Linked DNA regions of Mus musculus: regions 2, 3, 4 and 5 are each linked to region 1. A link is a contact called in public Hi-C, HiChIP or PLAC-seq and promoter capture Hi-C data. All regions are on one chromosome and are shown on one strand. The core of a region is the stretch at or near the end of the contact, and the rest is flanking DNA. Distances in the headings are between cores, read along the strand shown.

Region 1 (2,562 bases), core at 26-2,525:
AGTGAAGGAAGGTACACATAGGTGTTGCAAGCTGGAGAACACTTAGAAATCCGTGCATGTCTGGAAAAGTTCAGGTCCCAGACCAGCGAAGTGATCCAGGCCCCACACCTTTAGAGACTGTCAGTTGAAATAGTTTAACATCTTTCCCTTCTAGTTCAAAGTAGTTCGCAGATAACTGAACCGAGAAAGGGAGATCTCACAGCTCAGCCAACATTTTCTAGCGCCAAGGCTGAAGGCCAAACTTTCAAATTAACTCAGAGCAATAAAGCCAAGGGTGGTGGTGATGGTGGGGGTATGGGGGCGGAGGGTGGGGGGAGAGAAATGTAGATTAAAAGAAAGAGAAAGAAATAAGAGGGTGGGTGGGTGCAGCGTGGGGAAGTTAATCACCCAGAACCTTTTAGGAAAAGAGGGACATTTTCTCTAGGAGAGCAGCGAGTGATCCGCCTAGATCCAGTTACTCAAATGCCTTTCGAAAACAAACAAGAGTAAAGAAAATACAAAGAGACCGGACTTGAGGCTTAACCTGGGAAGCTTCAAGTCTGCTTACTTGTGAAAGGTCAGGCCCTAACACCCCTCTGGTAAAGACCACAGGTGTACATGGGGTTCCGGCTCCTGGCTCAGGAGCCACCTGCACAGGTTAGTTTCTGGGCTGAGTCTATACCGGGGATATCCAAGTAGAAGAGTAAGTAGGGTAGAGGGATTGGGAAACAGGTCCCCCACCAGCAAGAACTGGGACGAGGTGGTAGGGGCAGAAGAGAGGGCTGGGTGAGAAGTGGACGGTTTTGGGATGCTGGGGCCAAGGGAAGCGAGGGTCGCACGGGAGAAGAGTGGGACTCGAGGAGGGACGGTGCTGGCAGCAGCGGGGAGGCCGAGGGAGGCCCGGGAGCGGGGAGAGCGGTGAGGCCGCGGGGACAAAGAGGACCGGGGAGGGAAGGGGTGGGACGGTGAGAGGCCGGGAGAGGAGCGCGCGGTGGCCGGGGCTGCACGGGGCGCGGGGCGGGGCGCGAGCCCGGAGGCGGTCGGCGGCGGAGCGCACCGGCGGGGCGGGCGGCGCGCCAGCTGCCCGCGGTGGGAGGGGCGGAGCGGCAGCGGCGCGGGGAGGGGACCGGCGGCGGCAGGAGGGGGAGCGGCAGGGGAGGGGCCGGGCCCCTTGTCTCCGCGGCTCCTCGGCTCAGTCCGCCCGGGGAGGAGGAGCGGGGCCAGCCGCCGCCGCTGCCGCCGCCGCCGTCCCAGCTTCGCCGCGCACCTGAGCTCGCCGGCCGTCCCGGGCCCACGCGCTGCGCCCCGCGCCCCGGGCGCCCGGCCCGCGCGCAGCCAGCTTCGGTGTCCCGGTGGGGCGCGTCCCTCGGGCCGCCTCCCGCTCTCCCGCGGCTCGCGTGGCCGCGCCTTTGTGTGCTGCAGCCGCAGCTCCCGGGCTCGTCGGCGGCCCCCGCGCGACGCCCCTACAGTCCCACGGCCCGTGCGCTGTCCCCGGGCGCCCCCGGCCGGGCGTCCTCGACGGTGGATCGTACGGCCGCGAGGAGGCGGGTAGCGGCCCCGGCGAGTTCCAGCCCCGGCCCCCAGCCCCCGGCCCCGGCATGGATGTGAGGTTCTACCCCGCGGCGGCCGGGGACCCAGCCGGCCTGGACTTCGCGCAGTGCCTGGGGTACTACGGCTACAGCAAGGTGACCGGGCCGGGGGCGGGGGCCACCTCTCCATCCCGGGCGCGTCCCTCGTCCCGCCTAGCCTGCTGCACTTTCTTTCTGATCTTTCCTTCCCACCCGCTGGCTTCTCGGTGCGCCTTAGTCTCCGACCAACTCTTTTCGTCTTCTCTTTACGTGCCCTTTCTACCCACCTTTTTGTCCCTCTGCTGGCGCTCCCTCTGCCCTCCTGGTCCCCTCCCCCGCTCCCCCTAAAAGCTGTGTGAAGCGCAGTCCCGGGACTGAGCCGAGACTGGCGTGTGATTCTTTGTTGATGTTATTAGTAAACTCGATTGCAACACCCCTACTATGTGTGCATGGGGGTGGGGGGACACGCTACGTAGGGGGTCCCCGATCTCGTGGGCCAGAGATTCCATACCTTCGCAGCCCATCTCACCTCACCCACCCAGTCAGGAGCTGGTCCCCGGGAGCTTGGAGAAGATGAACAAACTTTATAGAGTGTGGCTGGGTCTGGGGTCTGGATCTGGGAAGCCTGAAGTTGCAGGATCCCAGCAGGTGCCTCTTACTTCCCCTGCTCTAGGGCGCTTTGGTCTACTAGACCAAGATGCTCGCCTCTTCCGAGTTAAGGCAGTGGGCTTTCGTATTTTATTTTATTTTGCGGAGGAGGGCGGGTTAAGTTTTTTTTCTTTCATGGAGATCAGAGTTGCAGCTCCACATCATGCCTCAGGGTCACCCCATCTTCCTCACCTCTTGCCGCACAAACTTACAGGAGTAAGCGATTCAGGTGGTCATAGGTGGACCTTGGACGCAGTCAGTGGGCTTCCCGGATCCGGTTGTCTACCTTGCCTACTGCTCCCACCACAGAGCTTTGCGACATAACCCTGAGGGCGATATTCAGAGAAAGAGTCCTGCGCCTTTTGAT
Region 2 (2,562 bases), core at 21-2,520, 1.8 Mb after region 1:
CCACTTGATCGACAAGGGTCCTCCAAAGCATAGGGCACAAGTAGGGCTAGTGGGGCACACAGTGGCTGAGAAGGGATTTTTGGACTTAGAACAATGTGCAAGCGGGATGCTAAAAGTTGGAGTAGGGGGAGATCCTCAGACTCTCCCCAAGGCTAAAAGGGGTGAAAGGATGGAACGGAGTGGGGGGCCATACCCGAGTGCCTCGACCAACAGTGCCTGCCAATCTCAGCTGACGGGGTCCTGAGACGCTGCCTGGACAGCGCTGCCTCCCGATCCACTCCTCGATGCCTTTCCTTGCCCAAGCAGCGCTTACAGCAAAGCTGTCACCTGAGGCGGGAAGAACACGAAGACATTGAGTCTGGGCCCCCCCGGCTGGCAAAAAGTTACCAGAGAGTGAAGGGAAGGAGACAAGGCGGCACAGCCCGGAGAGTAAAGACTTGGCAAGAGGGTCAAGCACCAGACGGAGCAGAATCCAAAAGAGCGAAATAGCCAAGGAAGGGGGCTCGGCGAGATCCTAAGTGCTAGGAGGATTCAGAGGGTGAAAGGGAGGAGGCAATATACCCTGACTGAAGGAGTTCGGGGATCAGAGAGGAAGGAGCGCGGGAGGCAGGGATTGCGAAGGAGAGAGATGAGGGTCAGCAGAGAGGGTGCAGTGAGACCAGAGACCAAGTTCTCCGGAGTAGGGGCTGGCGACTAGAGGAAGGCGCAAGATCTTGGGGAGCTGAAGGGAAGACGCCGCCGCCAAAGTGGAGGGGGTTAGGGTCAGCAGTGGGAGCACCGGGCTGTGGGGAACGGGTAGGAGGGACAGAGGGGCCCCAAAGAGCGCTCCCGGGGCGGGGCTGGGGGCTGAGGCAACCCTGGTAATGAGATCCAGCGGCAGGGCGGTCCGCGCCGCCTCCCTCGCGCCCCCCGGGCTGGTGGCCCGCACGCCTACCTTCCGGGCTCTCCCTGCGCTTGCACACGGCGGCTGCGGGCACATCGCGCGCGGCGGCGGCGGCGGGAGCCGGAAAGAAAGGAGAGGGAGAGTTAGCACCGGCGAGAGGACGCGGGGCCGCGGCCGGCGCGCAGGCGAGGACACTGACCCGGCTTCGAGTGAAGTTTCCCCATGCTGGGGCGCGGCGGCGGAGCGTCCTAAGCCATGCGTCCGGCCGCCGACCCCGCGCCAGCCTCGCTCGCCTCCTCCTCACAGTCCGCGCGCCGAGCGCAGCCTTAGGCGGCGCCGGGACGCGCTCCTGCCGCCGTCGCCGCGGCCGGACTGACGCCCGGGCGCGCCGAGCCCCCTGCCCGCCGCCGCGGCCCCGCGCCTCCCTGAGCGCCCATTGGCCGGCAGCGGCCCATCAAAGGCGAGGCGGACGCGGCGGGGCGGGTAGAGGCGGGGCCTGCGGGTAGGGGCTGGCCGATGGGCGGGACCACAGAGGGCGTGGCCTGTGGGCGGGGAGGGGTGGAGCCTCGATGGGGAGGGGCTTTGGGTGTGCTGGGCCCCAAGCCCCCCGTGCGAACCTCGGGGCCTGAGTCGGGACCGGGCGGAGGCTTTGGCCGCTGGGTGGTGGAACAGCGCTGCCCTCGCTGGTGACACTGAGACTTCCCTCTTCTCTGCATTTCCTCGAAGCTGCCAGAGTGGGACTGGATGGCTCGAGTTCACAGGTGGGGAAACTGAGGTTATAACTGGCGACCTCAGATGCCCTAGCATACGTGTCTACTGCTCTCCCATGGTGCTGTCCCTTCCCAGACTTACAGTGCTCAATCCCTGTTTTCAGCTGCCTGCCCTTTTCTTTGACTACTCTGGGTTTTGGGTTTGTTTGATTTTGTTTTTTGGGTTTTTCTTTTTTTTTTTTTTTTCCCATTTGGGAGTCCAGTAGAAATCAACTGGACACCTTGCTGGCTAGAGGGAGTTCAGGCCCACTCCTGTTAACAACAAGTGTACAGGAACCCCGAGCTGTCCCCTTGTCACTCGCAACTCTTCTTCGCCCATGGGCTCCTGAGTGCCCAACTGGGATCGGGGCGAGCTGCCAAGCTATGAGGCCAGGAGCGGTGAACCGCCGGATCTTTGATCTTTCTTAGTTTCCGTTTCCCCCTTCCCCCCTGCAGTTCTGCAGACCCCAAGGGCCTGTTTGTTTTGTCTGGGGAGGTCTCTGCAAAGGGGAAGGCGACTTAAAGGCTTCCACTATATACCTTTGTGGTCCTTAGAAGGACGTTCTCTGCTGTCCCCGCGCTAAGCTTATCCTGGTATCTGAGCCTGGGCATGGGAAAGAACCAGTTCTGCTCTTAGAGCTAGACTCACTGCTTCAGCCTCAGTTTTATGATCTGTACAATGGAGACTTAGTTCTCCTCATTTTTTTAAAACCTGCTCCCCTGTGCTGCGATACTCAATATAAACAGGTGACCTACAGTGGTTGGTCGTTTTTAGACTTACAAGTAAGCACTTTGTGGGAAGGGATCTGGGAGTCAATCCCAGAGCACTGCTTTGACAAGCCGGTGCTAGGCAAGCAAACACTGTGATTGAGCTATGTCCTGAGCCCTAGGCGCTACAATTTTTAAAAAGTTAAACAGGTGTGTCATCCA
Region 3 (2,562 bases), core at 34-2,533, 1.7 Mb after region 1:
GATGGTGGTGCAGAGAGGCAGGATGTTGTACAGAGTCCTGAGCAGAAAGGCAAACGATGAGGATTTTAGTATGCCCTCAGTTGCCAGCCTCACACGCTCAGCATGACACCATTAAGTGTTCTGTACACCTTGACTCATCATAAGCTTCCTGAGGGCCTGTGGGGTTGAAGCAGATGCAAATGAGGGCGAAACCTCTGTGACAGTGAAAAGCAAGATTGATTTAGTTGAGCATGGTAGACAGCATCTATTCATCACAAGATCCTTTCAGTGCAAATGTGAGCCTCGGGAGGAAAAAGAGATTAAGAAGCACATGTACCCAAAGGAACCCTCTCGGCCTATCTTCAGCCATTAACGCAATTCGATAAAAGACAAAGAAGGCAATGGACTCCAACGGAGAAGAGATGGGTGGGAAATAAGCCTGTAAAATGTCTACCATAATTATCCTTTGTGGGACCCAGTGTTGTAAGCTATGAGGTGACACCCCTGCCCACACTGTAGAATGGCTTCAAGAAGTATTAGCCATGCCAAGGGTAGAGAAGGTACAGCCTGGCTCATTCACAGCCAGGGGAGTGCAAGATGTCCACCTGGGCCGTACCCTAGCCTATCCCATGACCTTTCTGTGTCAGGCACTGGCTCCGCATCCCACCAGCTCCATGCACCAAACCTCAGTTCTCCAGCTTGTCAACAGAACACGAAGGGCCCCATTATGCCTAGCTCATAGCTAGGATAATAACTATTAAAAGAATGTATCCCCAAATCCTCATGTTAGACTGAGATCCCTAACATAATGGGTTTGGGAGGTAGGGTCTTCTGAGAGTTGACTGTCATAAGGACAGTCTTCATAAAGGGATTTATGCTGTAACTGTGAAACTGGGGTGCATAAGGTAAGCTTTCTCTTGTCTGTCCACCTCCTACCATGGCATGTCACATGCGGCAGGACAGCCCTCACAGACACTACCAGTGTGCTCTTGCATGTTCCGGATCCAGAGCTATAAACTAAATAAACTTTCGTGTGTGTGATTTTTTTTCCTTCAGTTTATCGTCTTCTGTCATTGCCACAGAAAAGGACTAAAACAAAGGACTTTGAAATGAATTCTCCAAATGCCAGCTATCGTTCGGGTGTCTAATACGTATCAAGCTGCTTAAAGCTGCTGTGAAGTTAAACTGTCCTCCTGTTGGTGGCCTTGACCCACGTGGCCTGTATGATGTACTGCAGATATTTGTCTAGGAGGTTCAATGTACATCTTTCAGCAACCAATAAGCTGGGGCCCCTGAAGGAGATCACTCAGCCCATTTCCTGTTTTCAAAAGGAGAACTCAGGATTGCGGCAGACATTCAGCCATCTAGTTGGACCTTGCAAAAAGAGATCGGACTGGGGCATGTGACTCTCCTGGACCCCGAACCCACAAAGCCTGAAGATCCCAGGTCAGTCAGTGTTTGACCCCAAGCGTAGCTGGCTTCTGCGCCCTGAGACCCAGTGATGTCCTTGAGAGGCCCTCTAGGAACTCCCTGGGTACTGGTTAGGAGGGACCAAGGGTGGTGAGAGTATGGGCTGTCCTTAGAAACTGGGGCCAAACCCACCTCCAACCTCTAAGCCTGACTCCTTTTGCAATGCCAGGCACTGGTCCTGTTCCTGGGAACAAGTCCAGGCTTGTATTTCTCAAAGGGTGGACCCTGTAGCCGAGTAAGAATCCGGAGCCCACCCCAGCTCTGTCTGGGTGTTGTGGGGTAGGCAGCCTGCTTGCCTTAGAGCTCCTAACACTTCCTCTCCCCAGTCCCAGTGGGGATTCTGATGTGCACACCCAACTGAGAGCGCTTCCAGCGGCAAGCTCCACAGAGAAGCACCCAGGGGTCCCATGGTGCTCAGGGCAGGTGGAGCCTTGGCTGGCCCTTCAATGGAGACCTGAGGAGGCTGCCCTACAAAGAAAGGAGACTTAAACTCAAACTCCCGCAGCCAGGGCTGCCGCTCCCTGTCCTTCCTTTCCTTCCTTCCTCCTCCTCTTTGAATGGGTGCCTCTCAGTTCTTCTGTCTTATGGGCAAGGGCTTTTACTATATTCTACCAGATTTTCATTAGCCACCCCCCACAACCTTCCCCCTGCCCCCGAGAAAGGTGGCCTCGGCTCTACAAGTGGCCCTGTGTATGAAGGAGGAGGACTGAAGAGGGCAGGGCCCCTTGAAGTGGGGAACAAGAGCCAAGGCTCCCGGAAAATGAAGATTGTCATGCACAGAAGATAGTAAGGGGTGGAGGGGTGGGAGCCTGCGACTCTGCTCTGTCCTCTGGGCCAAGTCCAGTCCCAACATCTGCAGTGCTTTGTTCTGATGGCTAGAAATCTTTCCCACTGAGGGTGTGGAGTGATAAGGCAGCCCTCAGAACCCTCTGTCCCCAAGGAGCTTAGCAGCTGGGCGTAGTGGCGCAGGCCTTTGATCCCAGCACTTGGGAGGCAGAGGCAGGCAGATTTCTGAGTTCGAGGCCAGCCTGGTCTACAGAGTGAGTTCCAGGACAGCCAGGGCTATACAGAGAAACTCTGTCTCAAAAAACTAAAAAAACAAAAAACCAAGGA
Region 4 (2,562 bases), core at 42-2,541, 1.5 Mb before region 1:
GGTTCGGAGTGTCCGACCCCGAAGCTGGTGGGCCTCTGGCTACACATAGGGCACCCCTTGTAGTTGTCCTCCAGCGCGCACAGCTTCGTGCGCCACGTGTCCTCGGCGTACACCTTTTCTGTATGCTCCTGGCGCCCTGATCCCAGACCACAGAGCGTCCGCGGCGAGCGCTTTGTGCACTGTGCCTGTTGGGAGAAAGAGGGGGTGAGGGAGAAGCTCCTGCTGGTCTCCTGCTGTTGCGCTCAGGTCTTTCCCCAATCAACTCCCGATGCACCTGCTTCTCCTCACTCTCTGTGCGAATCTGTCTGTCTGACCTAATCTCCTGGATTAAAAATCCCATGAAAAGCTTCAGCTCTCCGCGGACTCGCGAGTTTAGTCTAAGAGCTGAGTTCCACTGGCCTGGTCTTGTTGAGGAATCAGAGCCATGCAGTGACTCCAGTCGCTTGGGATACTGGGTCCCGGCGTGGGTTGCTGATTTCAGGGCCAGACCAAAGCTCTTCCCAGTTGGTCACGGGGTAACTGGTAGCTGTTTCTACTCCAGGCCTGGGATGCCTGGAGGAATCTAATTAAGCGAGGTTCTTAGGTTCATGCCTGGGTCTAGAGGTTCACCCTCTGGGCCAGGGGCGGCCCCGTGGCCGGCGTGAGTCCTTCCTGAGAACAGCCTGGCTCTTCCGGTGTTCTTTCTCTCAGCCCATCATCGCAATCGGACACAACCAGGTCGATAGCTGGTTAATGCAGTAAGGAAGGAAGGAGCATCTCAGAGGCTCTTGTGTGGTGTTGTTGTGTGGTGTTGCGTTTTGTTTTTCTTTCCCTTCTGAAAAACAAAACAAAACAAACAAACAAACAAAAAGGAATGAAATACTCGTGGTTTTGCCCAGACATGTACAGCGAAACCCCTTCGCCCACCTTGCAATCTGGCTCTGTCGCCCATTGGTCTGGTCCAGTTCTGTGTAGGTAGGTCGTCCCGGCTGTCTTAAAAGACTCACCATCCTATACACAGGAAAGATCCTGGAAAATAATGTCACCTCTATTCTACAACCCTAAGACCTTTGCTTGAGCAGGTGAGCCCTGGCTTCCTGTGACAGGTTTAACCAGAAACGGAATCAGGCTGCGGGGAAGCCATTCGAAGGCCTGAGCTGATCCTACTATGCCTCCTCTGTCCAGGCTCACCTTAAAGCCAACCTCCAGCACCAGGCAAGGAGACCAGGAGACCACAGAGAAGCTGCACAGATTCAATTTAGGAAGACCCCACATGCTGACATCGAACCCTAGACTTGGTAGCTCCCCAAACTTCTGTTTGTGTTTCTCCCACTAATTTTCTGAGTTAGTACCTCCTGGAGCCTAAGGTCAGTGGAATGCAGCCAGAGGTGGGACATGGGGGTCAAAACTGGAGGCCAGGGCCAGGGAGAAAGAAATCCATTCCCTAACTGTATTCACACTAGAGCCCGGCCAGCCCGGGACCCTTAGATTCCTCCAAGCTGGCGAGTTCCGGTTTGATTCTTAGTTCAGTCGGAGGCCCTTGGGGTGGTTTTTCTGCCTCTAAGCTAGGGCTCTTCACTCTACTGAAGAATCGCAGCCGGGGAGTTGTTCAGTCCGCAGGCCCACAGCAGGCCTGGCCCGCGCGTGGGTCGCCGCTACAGCCTTATCTGGGAGCTCCAGCTATCCCGGGAATTTCAGTATGACTTTCCACTGCACACACTAATCCGTGACGGTGGGCACTTGGACACTCACATTTCAAGTTAGATTTAGGAAATATCCTACCATAAAACCAAAGTCTTGCTCCCCGCCCCCACAATGCACACTCTCTACGGCTCTGGGGGAATTCTCGCCAAAAGAAAAACGCTGGGTCTGGGGACCAGAGAGCGGAAAGGGGAGGGGGATAGTGAAATGAATGGTCGCAATTAAAAAAAAAAAAATCACACCAACATAGAAACTTCTCGGAAGAGCTTTCGGAAAGTTCCCAGAGCCTAGGCTCTAAGTTTCTCTGCTCCTCCCCCACTCCATAGCCAGGAGCTCCACCAACTCCTTGCTTGTTCCACCAGACCACCTAGGCGCCAAACTCACTATTTCTTGTGAGGATTCTCAACAAGGTACCCTGGAGGTGTAAATGTAGCAAACTGCGGGGTTCCCCCGCCCTCCCCCCACCCAGCACAGAATAGGTCTTTTAAAGCTCGGAGAGGCAGCACTCCCAACTCCCAGGCAGCACGTTCACTCTTTTAGCTGCAGGCTTAGGCTTTGGAGAACGACCTAGGGACCAGAGCTGAAAAGTGCAAAGGGAGCCACGGGGGGGGGGGGGGGAGGGCGGGAAGCCCCGGAAGCCTGCCTTGGTCCAGGGTCCTGTCCCAACCCGGAACTACAGCTTCGAAGGGGGCTGAGAATTGAGGAGTTGGAAGACCTGAGGGGCTAGGTGACCCTGTACTAAGCCGCCACTCGTGGTCTCGGCTCTCCCCTCCGAGTGCGGGCAGGAGGGGGCGGGAAGAGACTGAGTCCAGTCCCGCCCCGCCCCGCCCGGCGCTCTGTACTCGCGGGGGAGGGCCGCCTCGCCCAGAAGGCTCCCGGGTG
Region 5 (2,562 bases), core at 29-2,528, 1.3 Mb after region 1:
CCCGAGGCAGGAGGAGGTCTAAACTAAGCCGAGGACCAAGCCTCAGGTTCGCAGGCGCCCAAACCCGGAAGAGGGAGTACAGGGCCCGGATCCCTGGGTCCCGTGAGCGGGTAAGAGAGGCTGGCTCCCAGCTCTGGGAGAGAAACAGAGAGAGATGGAGAGAAAAGTTTGGGCGCCGCACGTAGCAAGTGTCGGAAAAGTGAAGGCGAGTCACGGCGTAGCTAGCAGGGCAACGAACAGGACCCCCCCTCCATGCTCACTCACTCCGGGTAGCCACCTCGTCTGCGACGAGGTGGCGGCCTCCACCCCTAGGACACGGAGCACTAGGGTCCAGGGTAGAGGCGGTGCCTAGGGTCTGGCTCCAGCAGCACCACCCAGGCCAGGGGAGCGCTGCTTAGCACAGAATTAGCTGCGCCCCTCCCCTCCCTCCCGCAGAAGCTGAACTCGGAGCTCAGGCAGGTCCTTGCTCTCCACCCGCCCGGAGCTTGGCGGCGCCACGGTGGCCGCCGCCTCCCCGCGGAGTGACGCGCCCTGCAGCCAACCGGGGCGGCCGGGGGGAGGTTCGGGAGGGGGTCCTGGGCGGAGCCGAGCCGCCCCCTTATCCCACGGGCTCGGGGCGCTTCTCCCGAAAACTTCAGCCCTAATTGTCCCGGGAATGTCCAAGGTAGAGAAAGGGAGCTAAGGAGCCAGCAAGAGGCTGGAGGGTCGCCGCTCCCAGGCAGGGAGAGGATGGGGTGGCGAGAAAACTGCCCCTCCCCCCAAGCCCCAAACCCATCACGTCCCCAAACCTTTCCTGGGTCCTCTTCTCCGCACCCCCGCGAGCCCGGGATCCTGAGAGTGGAGAACTCTGGGCGAAGGATCTCCGAGCCAGGCGGCGGGCAGGCGGGAGGGAGGCCCGGCAGCGAGCGGGAGGCGGACTGGCGTGGGGCTGGCTCTTCCCCACTCGCTTTTTTTTTTTTATGAGAGTGGGGGTGGGCTGCTTTCTGGTAGCTCTTAAAGAAAATGAAGGAACACTCACGAAATGGGGCGCCCTCTCCTACCCCGTCCCGCCACGGGACTCCCTCCCCCTCGCGGGCCAGTACGCAGCGCGGGAGTTAGGAAGTTCGCCGCTCGCCCGCAGCCTGGGTCCCCAGCCCCCGCCGCCAGCCCCACCCCCACGCGGCCCTGCTCCGCTAGGCTCCCGGGCGAGCATGCTAATTCGGGTCGGCCCAGCCCGGGATGGAGGGCGGGGGAGGGGGGAGGGGAACGAGCGGGGGGCGCCGGCCGGGGCGCTGGGCGCGCAGTGGCGAGGAGGCAGGCCCCCGGCGGCCGGGCCGCGGAGTCCCCGGCGGTCGCCAAGAGGGTTAACCAAGAGTCGGGCGGCGCGGCGCGCAGAGCCAGCCCCGCGGCCGGCTTATTGGGCCAGCGCGCGGAGAGACAGGGGTCTGCAGCAAATCACGAACTAATTGATTAAGGCGAGCGGGTTTGAATAGCGCTGGCCCGGTGCCAATCGCCTTTCAAAGAGCCCCTCTATGATTAATCGCAATGCATTATTGATAATCATAATTATAGCAGGACACATGCGCGCTGTGCCCGGGGCCGGGGAGCCGGGGAGGGGGCGGGCGGGCCGGCGGGCGGGGGGAGCCGCCGCCGCCGCCGCTCGATTTCCGTAATTTTGAGAAGATTTTTTTTTAGTAATTTTTTATTCTGCCCCAGCTGATGTTTGAGCCAGCATGTCGCGGAGGAAGCAAGCGAAGCCTCAACATTTCCAATCCGACCCCGAAGTGGCCTCGCTCCCCCGGCGAGATGGTGAGTGCTCCGGCCGGCGCCGCGGACACACAGACACGCACTCACACGCACACTCGGACCCACGCACACGCGGCGGGCCCCGCGCCCACCGCCGCTTTCGCCTTCTGCACTCGGCGCGTCTGATTTTATTTCATGCTTCCTCGATTTCAATTTGCCGGGCCAGGCTTCCCCTGTCCCGGGAGAGCCAGCCTATCCCGGCTGGAGCTTTCCGGAGTTCCGTGTCCTCGACTGGGCGGAGTAGGGTCGACTGGCCGGCTCGCTCCTCCGCCCAGAGGGTCGGAGAAGCCGCGGCCACGACCCTGCCGCCCCGAGGGGCGATCTCTCGGGCAGAGGCCATCTGGAGCTGCCCACGCGAGCTCTCTCCCGCTCCCCGCGCGCCACCCGGGTCCCCGGGCTGGGCCTCTGTCGCCTGGGCCTCACCGCCCAGCCCTGCGGCCAACGTTAAAGAAGTTTACTTCGTCCGGGTGGCTGAACGCCGAGCGCGTGGGGAGCTCTCCGTACCCACCCCCCCCCCAAACTCTCGTTCCCACTTGGCTAGCGGGCGAAACATGGTACCTTTGGGGGTTCCGAGCCGTGAGAACTGGGGGTTGGGGTGGAGGAGCGACATCCTGGGGTCGCGGCCGAGTGCTGCCGGTCGCTCTGGAGACTGACTTAGGGACAGGGAAGTGTCGCTTGGTCCGGCTTCCCAAGTTTGTTCTCCTGTCGTTTCTTTCCACACTTGCACCCATAACCCGTCAAAGTCGGGCTTGGATGTGTGCACCCCACGTATTATGG

What was found. Promoter capture Hi-C pulls out the DNA fragments that hold promoters and counts their contacts. Hi-C and Micro-C count contacts between places; a contact is called where the count stands out from the background. HiChIP or PLAC-seq counts read pairs in DNA pulled down with a chosen protein or histone mark.
Region 2: a contact with region 1 is called in a promoter capture Hi-C map of embryonic stem cells, with 9 times the contacts expected there. The contact joins the promoter of Nkd1 here to the promoter of Tox3 in region 1. A contact is called at or near these places in 3 of 39 promoter capture datasets (embryonic stem cells, hippocampal neurons and liver).
Region 3: a promoter capture Hi-C map of embryonic stem cells shows a contact between it and region 1, with 6 times the contacts expected there. The contact joins the promoter of Snx20 here to the promoter of Tox3 in region 1. A contact is called at or near these places in 1 of 39 promoter capture datasets (embryonic stem cells), 1 of 484 Hi-C or Micro-C datasets (embryonic stem cells) and 1 of 115 datasets of contacts at active chromatin or transcription factors (embryonic stem cells).
Region 4: a Hi-C map of embryonic stem cells shows a contact between it and region 1, with 6 times the contacts expected there. The contact joins the promoter of Irx3os here to the promoter of Tox3 in region 1. A contact is called at or near these places in 1 of 39 promoter capture datasets (embryonic stem cells) and 2 of 484 Hi-C or Micro-C datasets (both in embryonic stem cells).
Region 5: an H3K4me3 HiChIP or PLAC-seq map of embryonic stem cells shows a contact between it and region 1, with 7 read pairs. The contact joins the promoter of Sall1 here to the promoter of Tox3 in region 1. A contact is called at or near these places in 2 of 115 datasets of contacts at active chromatin or transcription factors (astrocytes and embryonic stem cells).

Annotation. Positions count from the first base shown.
Region 1 is chr8:90,346,965-90,349,526 of GRCm38.p6, reverse strand. It overlaps Tox3 (TOX high mobility group box family member 3), which reads left to right and starts at 1,275. Exons shown (of 7, transcript NM_172913.3): 1 at 1,275-1,664. The coding sequence starts at 1,578.
Region 2 is chr8:88,520,052-88,522,613 of GRCm38.p6, reverse strand. It overlaps Nkd1 (naked cuticle 1), which reads right to left and starts at 1,270. Exons shown (of 10, transcript NM_027280.3): 1 at 1,083-1,270; 2 at 935-967; 3 at 194-327. The coding sequence starts at 1,107. It overlaps Gm35162 (predicted gene, 35162), which reads left to right and starts at 1,493. Exons shown (of 2, transcript NR_168470.1): 1 at 1,493-1,644.
Region 3 is chr8:88,634,849-88,637,410 of GRCm38.p6, reverse strand. Snx20 (sorting nexin 20) reads left to right here and starts at 1,283. Exons shown (of 4, transcript NM_027840.3): 1 at 1,283-1,425.
Region 4 is chr8:91,802,065-91,804,626 of GRCm38.p6, reverse strand. Irx3os (a long non-coding RNA gene) reads right to left here and starts at 1,291. Exons shown (of 4, transcript XR_003947581.1): 1 at 907-1,291; 2 at 1-814.
Region 5 is chr8:89,041,578-89,044,139 of GRCm38.p6, reverse strand. It overlaps Sall1 (spalt like transcription factor 1), which reads left to right and starts at 1,278. Exons shown (of 3, transcript NM_001371070.1): 1 at 1,278-1,788. The coding sequence starts at 1,713. It overlaps Gm3134 (predicted gene 3134), which reads right to left. Exons shown (of 3, transcript NR_166639.1): 1 at 2,344-2,562.